Regions from separate parts of the Mus musculus genome. Here regions 1 and 3 are each linked to region 2. A link is a contact called in public Hi-C and HiChIP or PLAC-seq data. All regions are on one chromosome and are shown on one strand. The core of a region is the stretch at or near the end of the contact, and the rest is flanking DNA. Distances in the headings are between cores, read along the strand shown. Region 1 has its middle 53 kb from the start of Gm28643. Region 2 overlaps Zeb2 (zinc finger E-box binding homeobox 2). Region 3 has its middle 99 kb from the start of Gm28643.

Evidence for each region. A called contact is a pair of places that touch in the nucleus more often than the background predicts. HiChIP or PLAC-seq counts read pairs in DNA pulled down with a chosen protein or histone mark.
Region 1: a contact with region 2 is called in a Hi-C map of the G1E-ER4 cell line, with 2.4 times the contacts expected there. The contact joins two enhancer-like sites. A contact is called at or near these places in 4 of 484 Hi-C or Micro-C datasets (the G1E-ER4 cell line and embryonic stem cells) and 1 of 9 other capture datasets (liver).
Region 3: a contact with region 2 is called in an H3K27ac HiChIP or PLAC-seq map of microglia, with 3 times the contacts expected there. The contact joins two enhancer-like sites. A contact is called at or near these places in 1 of 484 Hi-C or Micro-C datasets (the G1E-ER4 cell line), 1 of 115 datasets of contacts at active chromatin or transcription factors (microglia) and 1 of 9 other capture datasets (liver).

The regions. Positions count from the first base shown.
Region 1 is chr2:45,183,681-45,187,539 of GRCm38.p6, reverse strand. No RefSeq gene overlaps it. Among named protein-coding and RNA genes, the nearest start is that of Gm28643, 53 kb to the right of the region's middle. Within about 2 kb of position 2,194, at least 86 of the 459 cell types and tissues checked have an H3K27ac peak or open chromatin away from gene starts, as enhancers often do. A contact at or near this core is called in the G1E-ER4 cell line, where this site is marked.
Region 2 is chr2:45,047,507-45,051,245 of GRCm38.p6, reverse strand. The region is part of intron 2 of Zeb2 (zinc finger E-box binding homeobox 2); the gene reads left to right. Among named protein-coding and RNA genes, the nearest start is that of Mir5129, 26 kb to the right of the region's middle. Within about 2 kb of position 1,690, at least 88 of the 459 cell types and tissues checked have an H3K27ac peak or open chromatin away from gene starts, as enhancers often do. A contact at or near this core is called in the G1E-ER4 cell line and microglia, where this site is marked.
Region 3 is chr2:45,230,022-45,233,832 of GRCm38.p6, reverse strand. No RefSeq gene overlaps it. Among named protein-coding and RNA genes, the nearest start is that of Gm28643, 99 kb to the right of the region's middle. Within about 2 kb of position 2,077, at least 13 of the 459 cell types and tissues checked have an H3K27ac peak or open chromatin away from gene starts, as enhancers often do. A contact at or near this core is called in microglia, where this site is marked.

The DNA.
Region 1 (3,859 bases), core at 945-3,444, 140 kb before region 2:
AGAACTTTTCGGGAACTCTTGGGATCAGAAATTGGGTGTCATGACAAGTTTGAGGACATTCTGAGTTCATTGCTATGGGACCCACTATCTTCAGCTGCTACAAGATACCACACTCAGAAATATTCCCTTGCTACCTGTATGCCATAGGAAATTCCCTTGAAATGTTATTACACAGTGTGTGGAATCATCTCTACTTCCAAAGGAAGAGCCTTGCTTCAGGCATAGCCACCAGGGCAGGGCAGAATGTCATCTGCTCTTCCCACTTAGATACACTCAATGGTTCCAGGAAGGGTCGCCAGGGAAGATATCTTGTAACTAGTAGAGCCATACACTTCTATAAAATATGATTATTAGGTTTTGATTCCAATATGAAGACATGTGTACTGCTTAGAAAGTGGGTGAACTCCCTCAAATTTGCTCATCTCCTTAAGGTAAGCTCACAAACGTGCTACCTCAGTCACTGTTCATTTGGCCAGGTCTAAGCAAATACTGGTGCTGAGAAAGCAACCATGATTGGCATGTGTAGTATCAATGGAAGCATGAGAGTTTTGCTTCACTCCTTAATGCTTGTCATTAAATAGCACTGAAAACTAGAGTATATTTCACACTTCTTAAGTGACAGGTTCCACCCAAGTCAAGTTACCATTTATTTCTTTTAACATTTTTATTATTTCTTTTATGTTTTGAGATTATAATTACATTATTTTCCCCTTTTCTTTCCTCCCTTCAAACCCATATACCCCTCCTTCTTCTTTTTCAAATTTGTGGCCCTGTTTTCATTAGTTATTGTTATATATATATGGGATATATATATATATATATATATATATATATATATATATATGTATATATATATATACATATATATATATAATTCATATCTATGTTCCTAAATATATAAATACAACATGGTCAATCTTTTATGAGTGGTCAATGTCATTTCATTTTTTTCTACCTTGAGCTTTGAATCCTGTCTCCAGCGAACTTGTAATATTGTAATTCTCTCCTCCAAGAAACACTATGTTTATGTTCTAGTCATTCCATCAGCGACTGCAGCAGGTTAGGGACACTTCATACTCAACGATTCAAGTGCAGTTTTATGGTCGATATACCTAGTCACAAGGACAAGTACCCTACCCTGCCTAGATACCTGCATCATTCACTTGACACCATGAGGTTGAATGGTAACTTCAATTTGAATTGTACTAATTAAGCATTTCCTTTCTGCTGGCCTGGAAGACATAGCCTAGATTCTTAGTAAACTTTTCTTCTACTACTGAAATCACATTCAGAGACTGTAGCTTCTTAGAAAGAAGTGTGCGATTCACTCTGAGCACATGGAAGGCAGAGTCTGACACAACTCTTAGAAATCCATACTGAACTGAAAACAAACATCAAAAGATGGTGGAGAGGACATTCAGATTTAAAAAAAACAAAACAAAACAAAAAAACTTGAAGTCTCAGGACCACAGGTAAAAACTTCCCCCTTAGGATGCTCTGGTCACCAAATTCAAACCTATTCAGAAACAAAAGTGAGATGAAAACAGGACAAAAATTCCACAGCTTTATTTAAGAAGTGATATTTGAGCTATAAAGGATTTCCTGTCATTCTTGCTTGAAGTAATTTTATAATATTCTTTTGTTCTTGGGCTAGTCTACAATCCAAACAATCATGTATGCAAATGGCTCACTAGAGCAGTGGATGACCCAACAGGATAAACATTATTGTTTACCCAGAAGCACTATATGTTCATACACAAATGGCATTAAAAGCTTGTGGTCAGATCAAAAAACCACAACTGTAATTGCTTATTTATATAGCTCACCATTACTCTGTAGTGTAAGTTTACATTTTACAAAATTTCTAAACAATGCTGTTGTTCTTAGAAGAGTGAAAAATGTATGGTTTGCCCAAATGATTAAAGACAAACAGCTTGGGTCTAAGCCTCTGGTGAGAGGCTTCAGTATGGAAATTATTTACTTTGTCCAGTCTTACAGTTCTCATTTTTAGGCCGCCCTTGAAAGTCTATGATAACAGGGCCATTCAGTGAATTTCTGCATTTTTTCTCTTCAGTTCAGGGCAGCTGGTTTCTTTCTTCTCTAAGCAGAAAGCTCAAGTATATTTATCACCCCAAGAATGACTCAAAACAAACAGGAAGTCTTCATCAGGCGGCTCCTGGGCATAGCTGATATTAGGTACCGGCAGAGAGGAAACAGAGCGACCATTCTCTGGGAGCCAGGCAGAAGGTACATGCAGATGTAGGCGATAACCAACTTAGAGATGCTTCCAACGACCACCACGTTCTCCCAAGATTAAGTGGCGTGGCAACACTCGCCAGCTTTCCGAGGCTACTAAAATTCCTCGGGAGTTTTCCTTTCCATTTCAGTTTGAAAAAAGCAGTTTGAACTGGATACCATGAGACTCAAAATCCTTGTGAACCTAAGCGCCAAAGGAAACCTGGGCGGGAGCTATTCTGGGAGATCTGGCTTTGATCTGGTTGCTAGGAAAAAGCCCGGCTTTTGTCTGCAAGTATTCTGAATGGCTCCTTCAGTCAGAATGAGGCCTGCAGGTCACTGTCTGAATTAAGTGAAGAGGACTTTTTTTTTTAACGCTAAAAATGAAGTTGTCGCTGTATGGCACAATAAAGCTGGAGAGAGCGACTGTATTGCCGTGCCATTGCAGCAGCTCTTTGCTACAACTTAAAACTCCAAGGTATACTGTGGAAATCACTGGAGCATGCTTGCAGATCAAATATATGCAAATAGCCCTCAGTGGCACATATGTTCCTAGAGACCTCCCCTACACCTTCTTTTCAAATAAAACCTGTTTTAGATTCAAAGCACACTCTATTTTTATTAATGCAAACTTTCACTATCAAACAATTTTTTAACTTTATAAATAAATAGGGAAGCCAACCACTCACACCTAACTTTCCCCAACCAACCAAACTGGGAGAAATGGGCAGCTAACTCCTAGTACCAGTTCAAAGGTATTAGGCAATCCACTGGGGAGAGAGTCCCACCTCCCCCCCCCCCCCATCTGTTGACTAATCTTGTTTAGAATAAGGCCAGTACCTTTGTGTAAGGACTTTACAGCCAGTATCTAATCTTCACAGATCCTGGTAAGGTAGAAAAGGGGGAAATCTTATCTCTGTTGAACAGATGAGGAGACAGAGATGCAGGGAGTGAAGAGCTCACATTTTAAGTGGCACCTTCTGTTCTGATGTAAGGAATGACGAAAGTAGGACTGGAATGTCAGCTTCGACTTGCGTGCCCCTGGTCCCTTTGAGGACCTGCATTACTCTCCAGTGACCGTGTTAGCCCTCCATACGCTCTTGGGAAAATGTGCAGCAGCGACTGTGAAGTCAAGCCCTTGACCTCAGCACCAGTGACATCAGGTACAAACGAACTGGAGCCACTGAATGAAAACCGAAGTCGCCTCCAGCAGAACAGGACTAATCACAGCCCTTCTAAATCAGTTTGGAAAGAAGGGGCTATTTTTCACAACTTCCTTCGGTTTCATCCTCCCTCCCCTTTGTTCAAAATTTATTTTGTTCTTCTAGCAAATCCTAAAGCGTACGTAGATTCAAAAATAAGAGAGAGAGCTGAGACAGAAAAAAAATGGGCAAAGAAACATTTCATTTTAAAGAACCAAATGAGTGAGGTCAAAGTGTTCAGAAGCTGGGACCATCAGGCACATAGCAACCCTGCTATATGAAATGTTTTCACACTTGCAGTAAAAATAAGGACAGGCTAACAGTCAAAAGCATCCTTTTCCAAATAATGCCGGACATCCTCTTTTAAAGAAACTAGGTACTTTGTTTCTTAGGGGAAGCTAGAGTGGAAATTAATTCACTCA
Region 2 (3,739 bases), core at 441-2,940:
ACATTTATCTAATTGCGTGTGTGTTTGTGTATCCACACACAGGAGTCAGTAGACAAGGCATGTTATAGGAGTAGGTTCTAGACTTTTAATATTTAAGTCCCAGGAATTGAACTCATGTCATCAGGTTTGACGGCAAGTGCCTTTACCCACTGAGCCATCCCACTAGCTTTTGAAAGTACTATAAAAGCTGGTGTAATGGTTTTTTTGTTTTGTTTTGTTTTTCTTCATGCTGACATGACAATTGGAAAACATTTTGTTTTCTTCCTATCTAGAGTATATGTTTCCATTATAAATATACAAAATAAGACAATTTTGCTGGTAAAAAATAAATAAATCATAAATATGGAAAATATGGAATCAGCTTCAAGTTTGTACATAGCATAGCACCGAGTCTCCATAGTATGTCATGTTGTACGCTTAATCTCCAAGCTAATCTATTAGTACTTCAACGGCATTATCCCAAACAAGGAAACATGGTTTTCTTCATGCTGGAGGCAAGGCCAGGCCTTGTCCAGCTCTGTTGAGCAATATCCTCAACCAAAAAAAAAGGGGGGGGGAGAGGGGAATTTAAAAATAAATATCTAAATCCTGAAGGAACTATTAACTGAAACAGGAAAAAATAAGCAAAAGGAAAACTTAGGTAAGTTGCTTAGCATCCTGATGTCTATACCTCTGTAGAATCCATTTGGATTCTATGTTCAGATAAATTGAGAGATGAGACTGAATATGGTGGAAGGTAGTCACATAACTTTGAGTTTTAAAACATTTTTTTTCAGATTTATTTGTTCTTATTGTATGTGTATGAGTGTATGAATGTTTTACTTCCATGTATGTATGTGGACTACATGGTAGAGTTCAGAAGAGGGCATCAGAGCCCCTGGAACAATGGTTGTCAGCCACCAAGTAGATGCTGGAAACCAAACCCAAGTCCTCTGCCATAGCCACAAGTGGTCTTAACTGCTGAGCCATCACTTCAACCCAAACAGACAACGACAGACCACCAAGACATTAAAGGTTTTAAATTCTTCAAGCTAGATAAACACAGGTCCTGAAGCAACCATACAACTTGTCCCACTGACACACGTTGAGCCCTTGAGCAAGTTGCTGCCCATATGCCAGTCCTTAAGCCCAACTTCCTTCTCTTTCGACTGCAGTGGGGTCAGTTTGACTTGGCCTTCCTTCTCTCCTCCTTTCCTCTTCCCTTCCTGAAAAGCTGTTTCTGTAAAATCAAATGAGTAAGAAGATGGCATTCCTACACCACAGTCCTCTACGAAGAAGTTAGACATCCTGTTTTGACTTGAATTTATGCCTCAGAAGCAGAAGAGGGAACGGAATCAGGGATTATGTCCAGGTTACAACATCAGCTAATTTGACGGAAAGGTAGTTACATTTATTTTTTCATCTTTGTTTACTTATTTACAATAGTTTGTGCCTTTTGTAAGGATTGTTCTGGAGACAGAGAGAAAAAGAAATGTGATCTGTTCTCAGTCTCAGGAGATTAATGCACACATACAGTTCTTAGTATACATTCATAATGGGCTCAAACACAGAAAATGAGTTCTTTTTTTTTTTTTAAGACACACATGAGATTCCAAAAATGAGACAATCTTCAGGGAATGATAGTGTGTATCCTCCACGTGATTTCCCTGAGAGAGGTCCCTGCACTTCTTCTATGGGGAAGCTGTACTGGCCAGGGCTGCTATGAGGAACCCTGACTCATGGTGACTGTGACCATAGTGATTGAAAATAGACAGGAGGGAACTTCACAGTCAGGTGACTTCTTTCTAACTACAGCAAGTTCTCAGATCCCTGGGCTGGCCCAAGATGAGAGAGCAGTTAATAAGGAGAGCTTGGCACCCTGTGCCTCTGTCTGGTTGACACCCACGGGATTGAGAAATCTGCTAGTTTGCATACTGGTACAATGCTGGAGCTTAACCCCTGGCCACTGTATGGATGACAGGTGAGAGCCAGATTGAAGGCCAAAGGGGTTGCTTTTGATCTAGGAAGGCAGTGCCAGAGTTACCTCAGGGAAATCTGCTGTGTAACCCAACGAAATCTATTAGCTGATCAATTCTGAATATATACGCCAAGGATTTTTTTTTTAAATATCAAAAACGACCCATATTGAAGAATTTGCACAAATTCCCCATTTAAGTCAGTATTAACCATGATAGAAGCAATCAGGCCTGATCCTAGAAAGAAATTAGATCTTTCAAACCTGCCTAATTCCCACTGCAGTTGCTTGAGGAAAATTGAAATGAAAGAAGGGATTTATGATTTTTTTTTAAGCTCAAAAATCCCACATACTGATTTCTGACTAAGACCAGTACTGGCCAGGGCTGGAGCCGTCCTTCACCCGCACATTACTTCACTTACAGATTAAACTGTTGTTTCCTTTTCTCTTATACTACTACAGGCGAAATACCTAGGCAAATGCACTCTGCTAAAATAACTTTACGGTTGTGACACAGTTTGACAAAGGCAAAAGAAACTACGAGTCAGGGCTCAAACCCCATCCTCGGCCAGTTCCAACTGTGGAAAAGAAAATGCTTTAAAACAGAACAGCCTTGGAATAATCCCGAAGTTTTTGAGGCAGCCTCTGCACTGTCTAGTGTCTTGAACTTTGGGTTACATAAAAGAGTTGTAATATGTATGCTCACAGCAATGTGGTCATGGTTTTGTTAAGTGTTGCTTGCAAAAGACATTCCCTTGGTTTTACTTGTGTTTGTTTTTGCATGACTTGATTTCTTTTAAAGGTTCTGTAAATGTAGCTGAAGATAGTAACTTATTGGAAGTGAATAAGTTCCCTTGAAATATCCCTTAAGTAATAATAATGGCTTCCTTGGCTATAGTCACTTGATACTTATTGCTACTACAGAAGTGATATACAGAGGATAGTCTGTCTGTCTGTCTGTGTGTGTCTGTCTGTGTGTCTGTTGAAATAAAACCATTTTTACCCAAGTTCCATATTTACTACCTGTATGCAAATTATAAATCTAATAAAGAGGTCGTACATCATTTTTATTAAACCTATGTCCTCCACAAATAGTGTTTACATAGAAGAATATAAAGTTTATTCCCTCCTGGGAAACATTTTGAAAAAATATAAGTTGTATTTTGAGACTTAATCAATTTGCCTTCTCTCTTCTGGCATTTTAATTGAAACCTCCAAAGGGTGTGCTTCCTCCTCAAAGCATCAGAAAACAACTATCAGTTGTGCAGTTATAACGTGAACTCTTAATTTTCTTTCAATGAAGCAGCAGATAGCCAGCCCGTAAATTTTCCTTATATTACTATGAGTCTGCAGTGCTATAAATTCAAAACAGTGTGCAGGTTGGTGGAAATTGAGGTCCAGGCAGCAAGGCATGTCCATAAACTTTTCTCAGGTTATTGGAACAGAGCGAATCAAAAGCGGTTCCTGGTTGTATGATATTCTCTTTTGATAGAGCAGGCTGCGTGTTGTTAGCAATCCAAGTGCAGAGGTTAGTCAGAGCAGAATGTAATTTCTAGCAATCTGACAGACCTGCGGATTGAAGCGGCAGGTTTTCCCTTCCGATTTCAGGGAATTGCTTCTTACTGTGACAAATGATTAGCTGTTATCTCTGACCGAATTTGATTTCTACAAGCAGCTGAGTCAGGTAACTTTGTGGCGTTTGAGGGGGTTTTTTACAGGAAATGAAATCGGCTCCCTAGTCATATGTGGGCCAAATGAAATCTTCCCTGTCAGAGAAAAATTGTG
Region 3 (3,811 bases), core at 828-3,327, 180 kb before region 2:
AATTTAATTGGAGAAAATGCACGAATCCTTACAAGGGCCCATAAACCTGGGAATAAATGATGTTTTAAGGATTTTTAAATCATGATATAATTTCAGTTTCTTGTTACAAATTCCAATAGAAAATTCTGGTTCCTTAACAGACTAACGTGACCTCACCAGGGCCTTCTCTTAACATCGCACAGACCCGGCTGCTAATCACTGCAGCGTGGCCCTGCTGAATGCACTGCATAAGAGCTGCAATTTTACATGCAGTTGTTACTGATGGGAGTTTCCTTTGGAATCCTCTCTGAGCCCTACCTTATGGAAAACTCAGATCTGCCACATAAGATTCTATTCAGGGTTGGTCTTAGCTCATATAAGAGCAAACAGGTGAGAAAAAAATGGATCAGATTTCAGCATCTTTGCCCTCCGGACTATAAGAAAACACAACTGTCATTAATGGCAGGGATAGTTGTGGATGTCAGAAAGCTGGCACAGCTGTAGAATACACACCTTGCCTTCACAAGTCCTTCAACCATTGACTCAGGACAGTTCTCAATCTCTGTGCCTACAGTTTGATTTGGCCACATGCAAGTTAAAACTGAATCTCTCAAGAGTTTAAATACTGAGTACAACTTACCACAAGAAAAAAAATTTCAAGACTTTGTATAGAACTTGATCTTAATTACCATGCATTTGAGGGAGGAAGGGGAAAAAAACACTAAGAACTAGAAGCTAGTAACTAACTGTGAGATTGAATTTATTGTCTTTCTTTGAAAAGGGCACTTACACAAAATTGATGACAACTAGAAAGGGGACAGAGTTGCATGCAAAAGACTTAGTCACCAACCCATAACAAAATACATTTGGGAACTATGAAAAAATTTGGTCAGATACAACTTTACCTTGTTTTAGTTTGACGGTTTTGTTTTCTTTGTTTTTGTTGTTTATTTTGTTTTGCTTTGTTTTGTTTCCTTTTGAGACAGCCTTGAAATTTATTCTGTAGACCAGGCTGGTCTCGAACTCAGATCCTCCTGCTTCTGTCTCCTGACTGCTGTATCAAAGAACATCACACCCAGCTGCAGGCTTGCCTTTATACAGACCCCATTTTCTCAGCTGTCAATAAAGCTCTAATACTGAAGTTATCTACTTGCTCTGGAGGGAAAAACAAAATCAGCAACTGATACATAAGCAGATAATTTTGTGATTGATATACATAGAAATCTGCTAAGATTGCAGTAGGTGCATAGAAAAAATGAAATTATCAGCACAATGATTTTCGGAGTGCTGAGGCCCCCTCTGGAATCTGTTCCTCTCTGGCTCATACTTCTCTGCGGTCCGTGGCACAGGCAGAACAACTATATCTTCTCCCTGCTGTCGTGCCCGTGCGAACCAATACACGCTATGTAAGGATGACCAATAGCCGCTAATCTTCATTGCCGGACAATTTCTTATACATAGATGGAAGAAAAATAACTTGACCTAAGAGAAATCACTTTCATAATTTTGTTCAAGGCTAAGCCCTAAAACATAGCAAATTTTACCTTGATGTTTTACATTAAAAAGCTACAGTAACATTTTTGTGATTGACCCTAATTGGAAAAAAGGGAAAAAAAAACCTCATCATTTAATTGTGCTAGTATACTGGATATCAAAACAGGAATGTATTTGGTGGTATTCAGAATGAAAATGAAAAGACAACTTCCAATTTCTCTTTAAATATTCAGAAAAGGCATTAGAGGGTTTAAACTCGTGTCTACTAGATAGAAAATGTATCTGAATATTTATTCCAGGGAGTAAAACATTCCTTCCAGTGTCATCTGAATGTTTAAAGGCTTCATCAAGTGCTTCTATAGGATGGAGTGTCTCTGTGAAGGATGCAGCAGTACCAGACAGCTCCTAACCTGGACTTGGGGGAGCCTGTGCATTTCTGGCCTGAAAGAAGCCTGAGCTAGCAGGTTTGCTTCACAATGTCTTTTTACAGCTCAGGCTTAAAGACTTCTGTTGAGAAAGATCTCTGAAAGAACCTTCAGTGTTGCCGAAATGAATCCTCAGCATGTAGAGAAAACGCATAACCAAGCAGACCTGATTGGGGGGAAACTCCCTAAAAGACCCATTTCTAAGCATTGGGACATAGTAGTCATGAGGAACTTTTTAAAAACAGGCAACATCCACTCTACGTGTAAGTTTGCTTCTGGTTTTCCCCTTTATTATTCTATTGGGATTAGAAAAAAATAAAGGTAACAGATAAGAGGGGATAACGTACTTGGAGACAGAAAATGGTCAATTAGCTTTCACACTACAATCAGGCCACTGGTTTGTTTCACTCGGACAAAGTTTTCACTCTTTAAGCATTTTGTTCCAAGATATGGGAATACTTACTATATAAAATGTCAGATTCAGAGTCTCCTATTAAAAATGCAGGCAAGCTGGCTGTTCTGTATCTATGTGTGATATGGCAATGGGTTGGAGAAGGATACATGTCCCTCAGTTTTAGAGGCCACACGTTGTCCAGCTTGCCCTTCTTCCATGTCTTCCTCTTTAAGTACTCAACCAAGTTACTAACTTGATTTATAAAGTGTGTGTGTGTGTGTGTGTGTATGTATGTGCATGTGTATGTGTGTGTGTGTGTGTGTGTGTGTGTGTGAGAGAGAGAGAGAGAGAGAGAGAGAGAGAGAGAGAGAGAGAGAGTTTATATTGGCTTAAGATATTTACAGAATTCTTAGACAACTGGTCCAGCCTCTATTTTGTACAAGATCCTTGCCCAATTTTTCTTGCTTCAACATCAACAGCTCTCCATGAAGTTGGGGAAAACTCACTAAAAGAAAAAGAAGTAGGTCGTAACAGGGAAGTGAAATCTGGCTTTAAGTAATCCGTGGTTCTTTTTCAAACAAACTGAACCACCATAGTCTCTCAATCCCAATTTTCGAGCATACAGGCTGAATCTGAAAGGATTGGTTTGCTTCCAAAACAGCTTAGAATTTCTCAACAGGCACCGTCTCTCCCAGTAGGAACAGCAGGCAGGTAAAGGAACCTGCCAATTCCCTGTGCCTCTTTGGAGTGCCTCAAAGAGAGCCTGGGGGTAAAATAGGAAACAAACAGGGAGATGGTCTACGCAGAAAGAGACCCCTGGGTGGTATCCTTCCTCTCTCCCCCTTTTACATCCTGATACCCCTCATGACTTTCCACTCATCCGGAGTTTTGAAAGAGAGACAACCTCAGAAACAATTGGCAGGTGCTTTCCAGTCATTACCTGCCTGCCATGCTAATTACAAGCCATTACCTGCCAGCAGCGTGCAGTTTTGTACAGTTTGTGAGGCATAGGGAGAGTGTACTTAACTGGAAAGATCATTTTTCTCAGACTAAAGAATGCCAGCGCTTGGCAGCCCCGTGTGAACCGATAGATGTAATGTGTACCGGGCACACACTCTAAGAGTCATCCATGAAGATGCACATACATGCATCTCACATAGAAATAGCTAGGGGGAAGTCTGTGGTTTTCTATCATTCATTACCATGTGCCCCAAATTTCATATTGCCTGATGGGAGGAGAGCAAAAAATCACATTTCACAGAATACACATGGCATCATGGTGCATTTTATAATAAGCACGGTTTGGACTGCTGTATACTTTTAAAGTTTTATAAGATATTATAATCTTAATTTCCACATGCAAAATGGGTATTACTAATACATGTAAATTATGCATGTCTCTGTTACACAGACGTCTATCAAAATTGTCATTTGTGCTTCATATAATATATAAACTGTGACTCAGTGGTTAATTAAAATTTTTAATGCTTTCTAACTTACTTTTTAAATTACTAAGGCC